Linked DNA regions of Callithrix jacchus: region 2 is linked to region 1. Evidence: chromatin contacts called from public Hi-C data. All regions are on one chromosome and are shown on one strand. The core of a region is the stretch at or near the end of the contact, and the rest is flanking DNA. Distances in the headings are between cores, read along the strand shown. Region 1 overlaps PPP1R12B (protein phosphatase 1 regulatory subunit 12B). Region 2 holds the start of SYT2 (synaptotagmin 2).

Evidence for each region. Hi-C and Micro-C count contacts between places; a contact is called where the count stands out from the background.
Region 2: a Hi-C map of induced pluripotent stem cells shows a contact between it and region 1, with 2.5 times the contacts expected there. The contact joins the promoter of SYT2 here to the enhancer-like site in region 1. A contact is called at or near these places in 3 of 3 Hi-C or Micro-C datasets (induced pluripotent stem cells and skeletal muscle).

What each region holds. Positions count from the first base shown.
Region 1 is chr19:29,484,997-29,491,602 of calJac240_pri, forward strand. The region is part of intron 13 of PPP1R12B (protein phosphatase 1 regulatory subunit 12B); the gene reads left to right. Among named protein-coding and RNA genes, the nearest start is that of PPP1R12B, 110 kb to the left of the region's middle. Within about 2 kb of position 4,190, at least 4 of the 16 cell types and tissues checked have an H3K27ac peak or open chromatin away from gene starts, as enhancers often do. A contact at or near this core is called in skeletal muscle, where this site is marked.
Region 2 is chr19:29,740,963-29,747,568 of calJac240_pri, forward strand. It overlaps SYT2 (synaptotagmin 2), which reads right to left and starts at 2,815. Exons shown (of 9, transcript XM_035281046.3): 1 at 2,620-2,815. LOC118149512 (a long non-coding RNA gene) reads left to right here and starts at 1,139. Exons shown (of 3, transcript XR_004737037.3): 1 at 1,139-1,425.

The sequences.
Region 1 (6,606 bases), core at 2,940-5,439:
GAAACCTTGATAAAAGCCTGAAGCCTGTGTTCACAGGTCCAATTTTAAACAATTAGTGAGCATTGGGATAAATGGAGTTTTAAAACTGGCCACAGCAGGACCTAAGGGTAGTAGAAGTTTCTCTCTCAGGAATAATCTCCATTTGCAGTGTAATTAGAGCACTTCAGTTGGGGAGTGGGTCTTACCATTAAGTTGCACAGCTGGCTCTCCTTTTCTGAGACTGTTTTATCTTAAGTGGGGATAAGTGAGTATGTGCATACCAACTGACCAGTGATCAGCCTCAGCTTTACACCCTTGTGCTAACAGTTCTTTACTCGTTTGTTAACTACACATATGTTGCTAAATGAACAAAGCTAGATATAAAGGAATACAATGTGATGCCAAATAGTAATAAACATGGAAATGTTAATACTGGATTTTTGAGAGTATTATGGATACTTTTAATTTTTATTTTTGTATTTTCCAAAGTCCCAGAGTGATAAAGGATTACTGTTATAATGGGGCAGAGGGAGCAGGAGGGCATGAAGGAAAATTAATTATAGTGACAACAGTCTTTCTTATGATGTAAGTCTGTGAAGAAGTCCATGATCATTGAAGAGTAAACATAATAGAGATTCAAGGTTTACAGGATTCTAGATAATTTACGGGTTTGCATACATAACTAAGGACAGAACTTGTAAAACAGTTTATTCCTTTTAAGAAGGGCATAATCTTGGATTTGTGAAGTTCCTTTTTCCCCCCCACTGAAAAGCTCAAGTGTGTTTAAACGTATTCTCTTTACATGATGGAAAGGAATAGAATATATGCTCCCTATTTTATAAATGGGAATGCTGAGGCCCTAAGAGCATAGAGTCATTTGCTTAATATGACACTTTGAGTCAGAGGTAGAATGCAGACCATCACCTAGGCCTTCTTTTTCTCCTTGTTGAATTCACTGACTATTCTTTTGAATTTGAGTATTATCCATTCAGAATAAAGATTTTGATTCAGGGGCTAGCCACAGCTCAGAATGCAACAGTCTCTATCTTCATGGCATTTTGATAACTGCTATTCAGTCTTTGGATTGCTTGTGAGAACTGTAGAAACCAACAAGGTCATCTGATTATAAAGAGACTGATTTGACAGGGTAGAAATGGCAAGTGGCAAGCTGTTGGCACATAGCTCTGCAGGAATACCAGGGCCAGACAGCAGCTGTCACAATAGTGTAGTGGTTGGGTTCATTTTCCAAAGCCCCAAGTTTTCCTTAGCAACAAAATGTAAACAATTCCCATTGCTAATATTAGAGTCTGATAGTGTCTGCCTTTGATTCTCTTGTTACTCGTTTATCTTTTTCTCTTTCACCCAACCCTGAATTTTATGTCTTTTTTATGGGTGCTCTTTTCTTTGTAGAATGGTAAAAAATAATTTTTCTCCACAATAAGCTAAAATTGTCTCTCCCAAATAGCTCACATTATATATGATTCTGCTTCGCTTGGTCACATACAGTGAGTACTGGCTGGGTCATATATACCATACTTACTGGCCTTCTTCAGTCCCTAGACGGAGTTTCGCTCTTGTTACCCAGGCTGGAGTGCAATGGCGCAATCTCGGCTCACCACAACCTCCACCTCCTGGGTTCAAGCAATTCTCCTGCCTCAGCCTCCCAAGTAGTTGGAACTACAGGCATGCGCCACCATGCCCAGCTAATTTTTGTATTTTTAGTAGAGACGGGGCTTCACCTTGTTGACCAGGATGGTCTTGATCTCTTGACCTCGTGATCCGCCCGCCTCGGCCTCCCAAAGTGCTGGGATTATAGGCTTGAGCCACTGCGCCCGGCCCTAGGTCTTTATAAGGTAGGTAGTTATACCTACTAGTGTGAAGCTGTCAGCAGATTAACTTGGCATCATCTTTGGAATGTTCAAAATTTAAATCAAGAATTTAAACTCTGAGTTATGGTTTTTAAAAGTAATTTGATTTGTTCCTCTGTGTCCAAGCTAAAGACGGACAGTTGTCAATTCAAAAAGGTACTCTAGAAAAGAGGTTCCACAGATGACTCCAATCTTTCTCCATTTTTGTTCTAAATGATTAGTTACCTAAAAGTCTGCAGCCATGCTGCCTCTAGCAAGTTTTTTCTCTACTGATATAAATAAGCTCTTTTCCTGAGTATGAATATTGAACAGGAAGAAAGTGAAACATGTGTAGCAGTGGGTACATTTTCTACTATATTACCATTCTGGAGGTCTCTGGATTGCTTATATAATTAGGATTATGCTGTGGGACTCTCAAAAATTCTGGTATAGAAAGAAAAAAGGAAATCCTTTTAGTGCTTTGGCTCTAATCCTTAGGTAGCAGAATGACAAGAGGCTTCACCAGACTGAATATACCTTACAAACAGTTTCCAGTGTCATGGCACCTCTATGTAATTTTTTTTTCAGAATATGTCTCTTTGAAACAATAATTATGATATGTTGCTCCCTAAGAGACGAGGCTACCCCTAGATAACTGTGAATGGCTGGACTTAGTGGGAAATGCACAGGATTGATTTCTGAGTTTCAGTTCAAATGGGGCCTGGTGGCTGACACCTGTAATTCCAGCTACTGAGGAGGCTGAGGCAGGAGGATCACTTGATGCCAGGAACTCAAGACCAGCCTGGGTAATATAGTAAGACCCCCAGCTCTTAAAAAAAAAAAAATAGAATCCAGTTCAGCCTCTTATTTGTGTGATTTTTGTGTGTGTGAGTTTCCTTTCTGACTCTTTCCTCAGATGTAAAAAAGAGATAATGCTTACCTTGTTTGTATATATATGAGGATTTAAAATAACTTATGAGTGGCCGGGCGTGGTGGCTCATGCCTGTAATCCCAGCGCTTTGGGAGGCCGAGGCGGGCGGATCACAAGGTCAAGAGATCGAGACCATCCTGGCCATGGTGAAACCCCGTCTCTACTAAAAATACAAAAATTAGCCAGGCGTGGTAGCACACGCCTGTGGTCCCAGCTACTCGGGAGGCTGAGGCGGAAGAATCACTTGAACCCAGGCGGAGGTTGCAGTGAGCCGAGATTGCGCCACTGCACTCCAACCTGGCGACAGAGTAAGACTCCATCTCAAAAAAAAAAAAATTTATGAGTAACTTGATTTTCCCAAACCCATCTAATGGAGCTATTATGAGGATCAAATGAGACAGACTATGTGAAAGTACTTTGCAAACTACAAAACAACTTAGAGATATATGTGACAATTATTTATGTCATTACCAGTGAAATACTTTTATGACTTTCATTAAGATCCATGTGTCTTCAGAGCTAATACACATTTGGAAATAAGATCTACCATAAAATGCTAAATATTAATAACATTTTAGATTTTAGGTTGTTTTATTTATTTAATTTTTAAAACCTATATGCTATATAGGGATTCCATATCTCAAGTTTAGGAGACTTAATTTTTAAATGTAAGCTCGCTTGTACCACCTCTGATCTCTTTGCCAATTATTTACAATGCCATACATTATTTTCTGCAACTCTAAGGGAAAATCTCCACTGTGGTGACACAGTAAGTGGCAGCCATACACAGGTACCTTCTTATGCCTTTTCTCCCCTCACCAAGTGGTGTCCAGGAATCTAAGCACTTGAACATTTATTTGAGGCAACAACTAGTGAGCTAAATGTGATAATGGTAGCAGTTGACCCTTGCAGGAGAGTTAGAGCCTGGGCCTCCTATCCCAATGATATTCTTTATGTTAAAAATACTAGTAATTCCCTCCCACAGATTCCTTTCCTGGCTAAGTTAGTGAAGTCAATTTCTGTTGTCTCCCAAAAAAGTATACTCCATACTATGCAGTAGTGGATACTTTTGATACTATGTTGAGAATGTTTTAAAATCGGTTATAGTGATGATTGCATAACTCTGAATATACTAAAAATCTTTAAATGATACACCTAATGGGTATATGAATTATGTCTCAGTAAAGGTGTTTAAAAATAACAGTACTATTTAGCTCCACCAAACAGTTCTGGAAAGGAAGGCCTGAATAGTGTCTACTAAGAGTTAAAGCAATGAGATTTAGAACCTTGAATAAGAGTCTGTTTTCTTTTTTCCCTATTTCTGTTGCTAAACATGGCTGTTGCCAACACCATCTCACTTCATTTTCCAGAGACAAGGGCATTCGTCATGCAGTTTCTCAGCCCACCTCTTAACAGTTCAGGAGTAGCTTAAAGTGTTTCCCCCTCCCCCTCAGGACACGTGCATTTAGAAGAAAGGACAAGAATGGATTTCCTTCTGTAGCAGAACCTCTGGTAGTTCTATCCCAATTCCCAGCCATTTAGAGTGAAGACACAGTCACCTAACACCTGCTACTCAAAGCCCTTATCAGCCATGTTTTTGCGGTTAATCTTCTGATAAAGTGGTTCTTTTTTCAGAGCTGTGAATACTGGTGACATGTAGGAGGGACCAGAATTTTGAGCCCTCATTCAACCTTCCCTTCTCTTTTAGCAGTTTTCCAATGTTAGGAAAAGACAGTTGCTGGTACAATCTCATAAAATGGGCTCTGGTGTTTACTAGGGAAGGACAGCCAGAGGAGTGGCCACCCGTTTGTTGAAAATTGGGCTTCTGGGAAAGTTGCTGCACAGGTGTGTGGCAGGGTGTGTTTGAGGTCGCTTGACCTCTCACCTGGAACGATTTGATCTGGCAGTAGAGTTCCTTGCTATTCCTGGTTTTATGGAAATCAGAGGCACAGGAAGTTGATCTGGGTGTTCTGGGGTATTGAGACAAGCCTCTGCTGTAGTTGACTAGCATTCTCTGTGTTTGGAGGCTAACACAGAGTGTGTGCCAGTTGAGACATCAAGTGCTGGGCATGGAATGTCAGAAGCAGCAGGTAAAATTTCTTCCTTTGATAGCTTTAATGTCCTAGTTGCATGCTTCTTTGGGAAACTGGCTTGGTTGCATACATTGATTTCGTGGTATGGTTTGAAAAGGGGGAGAAGGCAAGTGGTAAGAATAAGATATAACCAGTTTGGAACTTCTCTAGAAATATCATTTCTTCATATTCCTAGTGAATTTAAACATGTGCACTGACTAATAAAGATCAGGGTACCAGAATATTAGGGTAGCAGAGGACAATTAAGAGTTTCAAGAAGTAGAAACATGCTTGTCTTTTTTTTTTTTTTTTTTGAGGCAGAGTCTTGCTCTGTTCCCCAGGCTGGAATGCAGTGGCATGATTTCAGCTCACTGCAACCTCTGCCTCCAGGGTTCAAGCAATTCTCCTGCCTCAGCCTCCTGAGTAGCTGGGATTATATGTGCCTACCACCATGCCTGGCTAATTTTTCTATTTTTAGTAGAAATGGGGTTTCACTATGTTGGTCAGGCTGGTCTCAAACTCCTGACCTGGTGATCTGCCCACCTCAGCCTCCCAGAGTGCTGGGATTACAGGCGTGAGCCACTGCGCCTGGCATATGCTTCTCTTTTTAAGAAACTGGAATTGGCACTATTATTCTTAAGTTAGATGGTAAGACACAGGTGATGGTTCTATTATTCTTTATATCTTTTTTGTTTGCCTTAAATATTACGTAATACATCTTTTAATAAGTAAAACAGAAAAAAAGCATTATTGGATATTTAGGGCAATTACAGAAAGAAGCTGGTTTACATAGGTGAAGGGACAGATTACAACTTGAGTTGGCCTTTGAAATTAAAAAATGAAGAGACTAGTTCCATCAGGTATGAGTAAAAGTTGTTTACTACACACTGTACAATCAGATTGAATATTAATGGAAGTTGATGTTTTTCCATGTATGTGAGAAGTTTTCTAATTGATCTTGTTCAGAGGACCAATTTCTGGACAGAATTCAAACATATACTGAGTCAGGCAATATAGAAAATCCTGCTGATGATTAGTTTATTTCAGCCCTGCAGAGAGAATACTCACCAAACTCTGAATTCAGCCTACCCAGGACTATCTTTTTCTCTAGTTTTCTTATCCCTTTCTCTCAACTCTTCTTCCTGGAAATTGCGTCACTTTACTCAGGTAGAAAGATCAGGCCTATTTCCTGTACGTTTTACTTTCATGACCCTCTTCCCTTGTCCACGCGTGACCTTCTTTCTGGTGTAGCTTCTTCTCACCTTCTCTGCCTAACAAAATTGTATTCCTACCATAAGAACTCCTTCAAATTAAAATCTACTGTGGGACTACCCTGCTACACCTGAGCCCCAGCCTAAAACTAGTATTCTGTCTTCATTGCTTTTTTTTGTGTGTGTGTAACACTGTTTTAGGATCTGTTTACTAATTAATTAAATGGTATGTTGTTGTTTTTCATTACTACATTGGGAGCTTTTTGAGGGTGCTTTTAAATTGGGTTTTCTTCACACCACAGAGCCTAATAGAAGATGATGGATAAATGTTCACTGAATAAAATTATTTCTCAAATGAAAATAAGCTCATGTGTAGTGATCTTCTATGCCCATAAGAGGGCAGCAGAAGAATGTCTGTTGATCTACTTGAGTGTAAAGCTACCAAAGACCCTGTTTTGTGTTTGGATCAGTTTTCAGATGAGCCAATCTATCCCATTCCATTTAAATGTTTTAATATAAAGAATGCAGATATTTTTTGGCATCTGAAGTCCCTTTGTGTGCTTCTG
Region 2 (6,606 bases), core at 1,565-4,064, 250 kb after region 1:
TCCAGAGTCCTCAGTGCCCCTTTATCTACTCTCCCCTGAGAGGGCTGCACGGGCCAAACTGGGAAGGAAAAGGAGACCCCATTGAGATAGGACAAAGTTCAGATGGAGGAAGAATGAATGACTAGAGGTCAGGCTTGCCTAGGGGATGGGGAACACTGGGGTGGCCTGGTCCCCAGGGGTTGGGGGGGGCAGGGAAGAGGCTTCTCCAGCCACCTCCAAAACTCACCCACCCCCGCCAGGTCTCTGCAGTTTCAGGGACAGCCCTGTCACACCTGCCTGGAAGCTGCCTGAGGAAGAAGGAATAGAACGAGCTCTAGCTGCAGTGTGAGGGCAAGACAGCCCAGATCCAGCTCCAGAAAGGGTCTCCGCAGCCCTGCAAGGTCTTCAGCAAGGTACATGCTTTGCCCAGTGTGAAACCAGCTTCAGTCCTAATTTGAAGCCAATTGCAAGCTTCTCTGGGCAAAAGGTCAATGTTTACAAACACCAACCCGTCTTGCTTTCCCTGGTCCTGTTCTGCAGATGTCAGACCCCAAAGCTGCAAAAGAAATGTTCTTGCATAATCACCCCTTCCCCAAAAAGAAAACCCAGGCTGCCTGGATACAAGCTCCTGGACTGCAGAATGAAACTGACTCACGGCAGAGTGGTCTGGTCTCTCTTCCTCCAGGGCACAGTGGGCCAGGTCTCTGTGAGACTATAACCTAGACACTTTCCTCTGCCTCCCTCTCCTCAGCTTTCCCGAAGCTCCCTAGCTCCTCCTTTGGCAAAACAAGGGGAGAAGGTAAGGATTAAGCCCGAGAAGTCCCCAGAAAAAGCCAGCCCTCTGGGGGGAGTCCTAGAGGGTGAAGCCAGGGATCTGCCTGGCAGCCAAGCCGAGTGGAGGCGGCCACCCAGAGGGAAAGGAGTCCAGGAGTCAGGGTTCAGTGGGCACTGGCCATTCCCCAGGGGCATGGGAGGAGCTGGGTTGGAGCTGGACTCCCTAGGCGCAGTGTGTCTGGCTGGACCCCTGACGCTGACTCACCCCCAGGGCCCTGACATATGCTGCAGCTTGCAGTGCCTGCCAGGCCACCGCTCTTGTTCCAAAGGACCAGGACGCCAGGCACGTCCCACTGCATCAGAGCCACCATGCCCCCTCCCACCTACCCCTCGGCCTGCCTAGGGTCATTGGGCATGGCTATTTTTTTTCAGCATCTCTGCTGGTCACAGAGATGTTTCTAGTAGCCCCAAAGCTGGACTTGGTCCTGTGTAGGGAGAGATGGTTGAAAGGATTAAGGGCTTCCCTGCTTCTCACTGTCAACCCCTCTAATGAAGTGCCAGCTGATGGAGAGCTGGCTGGATTGGATGGAGGACAATCTACTCCACCTGGGAGAGGCCTCTCAGGGCAGCAGCAGTAGGGAAGAGAGAGAAGGGCACTCTTCTGCTTTCCAGGTCAGACCCCAGTTGGCCTTTCTGGCTTCCTCAACGCCCCCAGATCCTAAGGACTTCCTCTCCTCATACCCCAACCCAACCTGGGCTACCTGCTCACCGGGGCGTCTGCCCTTCCCTCCCCACTGCGGCGGCCCCTCCTGGGCCAGGCCTCTTCTGTCCTTGCACTCCCTTCCTTCCGCTGCTGCGGGGAGAGCACCTACACCACCACCTCAGCTGGGGGTGGGGGAGGACGGTGCGCTGCCAGGAGAGACCCCACACGAGCTGGGGGCTAGGGGTGTGCTGGAGGCACCTGTGGAATGTGGAGATGAAAAGGGAAAAGGAGATAGGCGGAGGGGGCCTGGCTTAGTGGGATGGGAAACGATAAAGCTCCTCTTTTTAGTTGAAAATTAAAAGCTCTGTGCCTCAGAGATGGGGAAAGGAACATAGGCAGGGAAAGGGGGAACCCCAAATGGGAAAGCTACATGGAAGAGTCTAGAAAGGGGAGTCGGTCTGTGAGCACCCGCCAGGCTGCCAGCCCAGCCCTGGGGACAGAGCTGAAGCAGGGACGGGGCGTCCTAGGTCGTGCTGAGTCATGAGATTTGGAGAGAGGAGAGGGCGCCTCCATCCCCCTCTCGGGCCCGGGCCCCAGCTCCTCGTGCCCGTCGCCTCCAAATGGCCCCGCGATCCGTGTCCCCAACCTCTCCCTGACCCAGGGTCTCCGGCTCCCAGCGCCCAGACCACCCCTCACCCCAACCTCCCACGACGGCGGTGCCAGGGGTCCCGCAGTTTGAGACTGGGGCAAAAGAACCTTCCTTGGAGACCAATGGGGCGGGCCGGGGGGTCCCAGGGACAGGAAAGAGGGGCGAGGGTGCACAGCCGGGGGTTGCGGGGGACGCGTGGCCCGCCCCTCTCTGCAGCAACTCGCGGGGAGACGGCGGAAGGAAATCTGTCCCCCCGCCCCCAGTCCCAGTCCCAGTCCCAGTCCCGCAGAGAAGCTCCCCGCCCTTCAGGTCCGGCTCCCCCAGACGAACCTTCCATCTGGACGCGTTCAAACTCCCCCAAAGGACGGTGCGGACTACCGGCCCCTCGGCCTCAAACTTCCCCAGCGTCACTCACCTCCCGGGAGCCGGACCACCCGTTGCCCTCGACGCAGCGGCAGGAGAGGAGAAACTTTGGAGGGAGGTCCGTGCCCCACCGGCACGGCTGTGGACTTACCGGAGGGCGACCCGAAGGAGGCAATAGAGACCAGGGGTCCCCGAGGTGAGGGGGCGTCGGGCCGCAAGGACGCGGCGCTGGCGACAGCTTCGCAGGTGCGCCCGTTCCCCTGGGACGCGGAGTCCCCGCTCCGCCGCTGCCCCAACTCGGCTTCGAAGTGCCTTTGCCGCAAGACTTGCTGAGCTTAGCAGTCTGCGCCGAGGCGGCGGAGGGAGGGGGCCTGATCGATGGGCGCGCGCGGCGAGCGCTGCAGTGAGGGGAGGAGACCGAGCGGCGCGGGAGGGCGGGAACCAAGGCGGAGGAGGCCCGGAGGAGGCGTGGGCGGGCCTGCCCCCAGGGACGGGTCCTCTCTCCGCAGCCCCCTAGGCGTTCGGCGTCCCCGCCTCCTATTCAAGGTCAAGGAGGCGGCTTCCCCGGCAGGAAGATGGACTGGAAAGAGGCTCCATCCTCCCTACCCCAGAGGGCCGGTCTCCTTTCGAGCCACTTTCTCCCCAACTTCCCGAACCCACTGCAGCTCAAGATTAAATTATTGGGTTCAGGAGCCCCCCGGCCTCATAGCCATTTTGGGAGCCCTGAGCCCCTAGCCTCCCTCCTCCCCTTCCCACTTAGGTCATCGCTACCTAGAGTGGCCACCTGGATAATGTGGGCTTCTGAGCCTAAAGGATGGGTGAGAAAGAGAGGAGGATGCTTGGGAGATGGCGCCTGGGGCCTATGGAAACAGAGCGGCAGAGGGGAGAGGAAGAACTGCAAGGTGGCAAGGAGAGAAGAGCTGGAAGGCAGTAGGAAGGAAAGGAGGACGCTACTGGTTATTAAAATCAGGGCATTCACACGTGTTAGTTTGCCTAATGTGTGAGACATCCCTTTAAGCTGGGCATTATGGCTGGGCAATTTGCAGGTGGGGAAACAATCCCTGAATGGTGCGTTGGGCCAAGGAGCTGCAGACAGTAAGTGGTGGCATTTCGGAAGAGCCTGGGAGAAAGAGAAGGGTGGCAAGGGCAAAGTGGAGGCCTTCCTAACCTACCCAGGAGCTGCCAGGGCAGCAGCAGGACTTCCTTACAGCACAATTTGAATATCCACTTTAATTCTTTTGAAGTTAACTTTGTTTTTGTTTTGTTGAGATGAGTCTCACTCCCTTTCCCAGGCTGGAGTGCAGTGTGCAGTGGCGTCCTCTCGGCTCACCACAACCTCTGCCCCCTGGGTTCAAGCGATTCTCTTGCCTCAGCCTCCAGAGCAGCTGGGATTACAGACATGCACCACCACACCCGGCTAATTTTTGTATTCTTAGTACAGATGGAGTTTCGCTGTTTGGCCAGGCTGGTCTTGAACTCCTGATCTCAAGGGATCCACCTGCCTCAGCCTCTTAAAGTGCTGGGATTACAGGTGTGAGCCACTGCACCTGGCCTGGAGTTAACTTTTATAATAGCACTGTAGCATCCTGCCTCTCTTTTGGGTACAAAACAGTACATGGCCTGAGGTCAGTCTCCGATACATACTTGCTGAGTGAGAGGTGCAATGAATGTATTACGAAGACATGCAAAGAACAAGTGGGATTCCACCTTGGGAGAGACAAGAGGCAGTGGAGGGTGCTTTTCAAGATCACTGTGCCAATAATACCAGGTGTTACTGGCAGACCATCCCCAGCTGGAGACTATCCCCAGTTTGGCTTGCCTGAGAGCAAGGCAGCAAGTGGTTGCTACCTCAGTGGACGTTACGAAAGAGGTCCGGGAAGACCTCTGGTAGCCCCCAATGACACTGAAGCTGTGCCCATAGCCCCTGAGGCAGAGATGTCCTTCCCACTCTCCTGTGGAGCAGCCCTAACAAGGGCAGTGGAGAAAGTGGGGAGCCAAGTTACAATGGACTAGGAATGAGACCTTCACATTCAAAGAGAGTACCCACCGCCCACACCCTTAGCCAGGTGTGTTCCAGGACTTGTTGCTTCCCCAAAGGGGCTGACTCTATTTGCTCCTTCCTCCTCCCCATATTGACGAGGGCTGCAGCCTCCTCGAAAAAAATCAAGCTTAGCGAACTGGCCTGATGCGCTTCAACTCTTCCACCACAACAGACTTAGCTGCTTATTGTTCTGATCAAAGCCCTGTGTCAACTGCCGCCCCAGCTTCTCCTAAGCACATCAGAGGAAGCCAGCCTGCCTTCCTAGGCTATTAGGAGAGTCAGTGCTGCAATCAATTTGGTTAAATGAAAAATGTGGTGTCCCTGGCTACGGCTTTAATGTTCTTTTAATTCATCAGGACCAGTGGTGTCTGGGTTACAAACCTAATCAGGAGCTCCGCATCCCTCTTGTTTATTCCCCCAGGCTTCAGGAGCTGGAAGAGGAAAGAATGGAAAAGACATCCACCCCCTCCACACCCAGCCTATTATTAGATACTTTGCTTTTCAACTGTTCAACATTGTAGAAAGTGAGCCTCTGGATCTTAGATCAACATCACTAAATTGCATGCCCATCCAGGACCATCAGGGCAATCCCTCTGTTTCCACGCAAGATCATTTTGAACCCACAGAAGGTAGGGGAGGGCTAACACTGAGAGTTATTTAGGAAGAAAGTCTACAACTCCCTCAATTACATTGTTTTACCACTTTCTGCTGAATAGTGTGCTTCCTGGTGGTTTCATTTTCTGTTTCTTTTATGGAGGAGAGAGGAAAGAGCAGGGAACTGCAGCATCTTGCCCCCATCACAGCTTTCACTGGGGACTGAAAGCAGCCACTCTACCTTTTTCCTGCCTGCCACCCACCTTCTGCTTGAAGAATTCCATTTTCGTCCATCCTTGATCATAGGTCCACTGACACTTGTACTACCTCACACATGGATTGTTCCCCTGCTGCTTCTGGTCAGGTTTTCATCCTTGCAAAGTTGTTCCAAGCTCTGCTATCTTCCTTAGAGTAAACAGAAACAAGCTGGGACAGGAGAGCGAGTCTTTATCACTGCTGGCCCTGGCTCGCTCCCATTTCCTGCTTTGTCTTGACACACACAGAAACAAACCCTCCTTCAGAAAGCTGTTGTTCTGTCCTCCCACCTCCTGCTCATACCCATATTATTTTTCCTGAGCAGTTGGTATTGTTCCTGACAATTAAGCAAACAATGACCAAATTCTCCTCTGAAACACGCCTGCTTCGCTGGTTGTAATTGAGTAAATGGTTTTTAAGACTTACATGCAATTTCTATCACTAAAGGTCTTGGTTTTCTTCTTCTAATCTGATTTTGTAGACATACCAAGCTTAAATGTACTTTATCTTTTATTTAAATTACCCTGTACTACCCTATACTCTAGCTCCACTGAGCTATTTTCATTTCCCTAAGCCACATAATAGTGGTGGCTACCTATTTTGCTAAGGCCCTGCTCAGTGTTTATAACCATTATAGTACTTAAACTTCAATAGTATATTTCTGGCCGGGCATGGTGGCTCACACCTGTAATCCCAGCACTTTAGGAGGCTGAGGTGGGCGACCAGCCTGGCCAACATGGTGACAACTTGTCTATGCTAGAAATACAAAAATTAGCCAGGCATAGTGGCAGACGCCTGTAATCCAAGCTACTTAGGAGGCCGTGGCAGGAGAAGCGTTTGCATGGGGGGAGGCAGAGGTTGCAGTGAGCCGAGATTGCACCATTGTACTCCAGCCTGGGCAGCAAGAGTGAAACTCCATCTCAAATAATAACATATTTTTTATTTATTTATTTTTTTAATAAAGACAGAGTTTTACCATGTTGGTCAGGCTGGTCTTGAACTCCCGACCTCAGGTGATACACCCACCTTGGCATCCAAAGTGCTTGGATTACAGGCGTGAGCCACCACGCCCAGCGACGTACTTTATGCTATAGTCAAACTTAGATATCTCATAAAATGCTTTCCTTTTTTTTTCCTTTACTTTTTTTGAGATGGGTGTTTTGCTTTGTCACTCAGTTTTTTTGTTGTTGTTTTTTTTTTAAGATGGGGTTCCACCATTATGGCCAGACTGGTCTTGAACTCCTGACC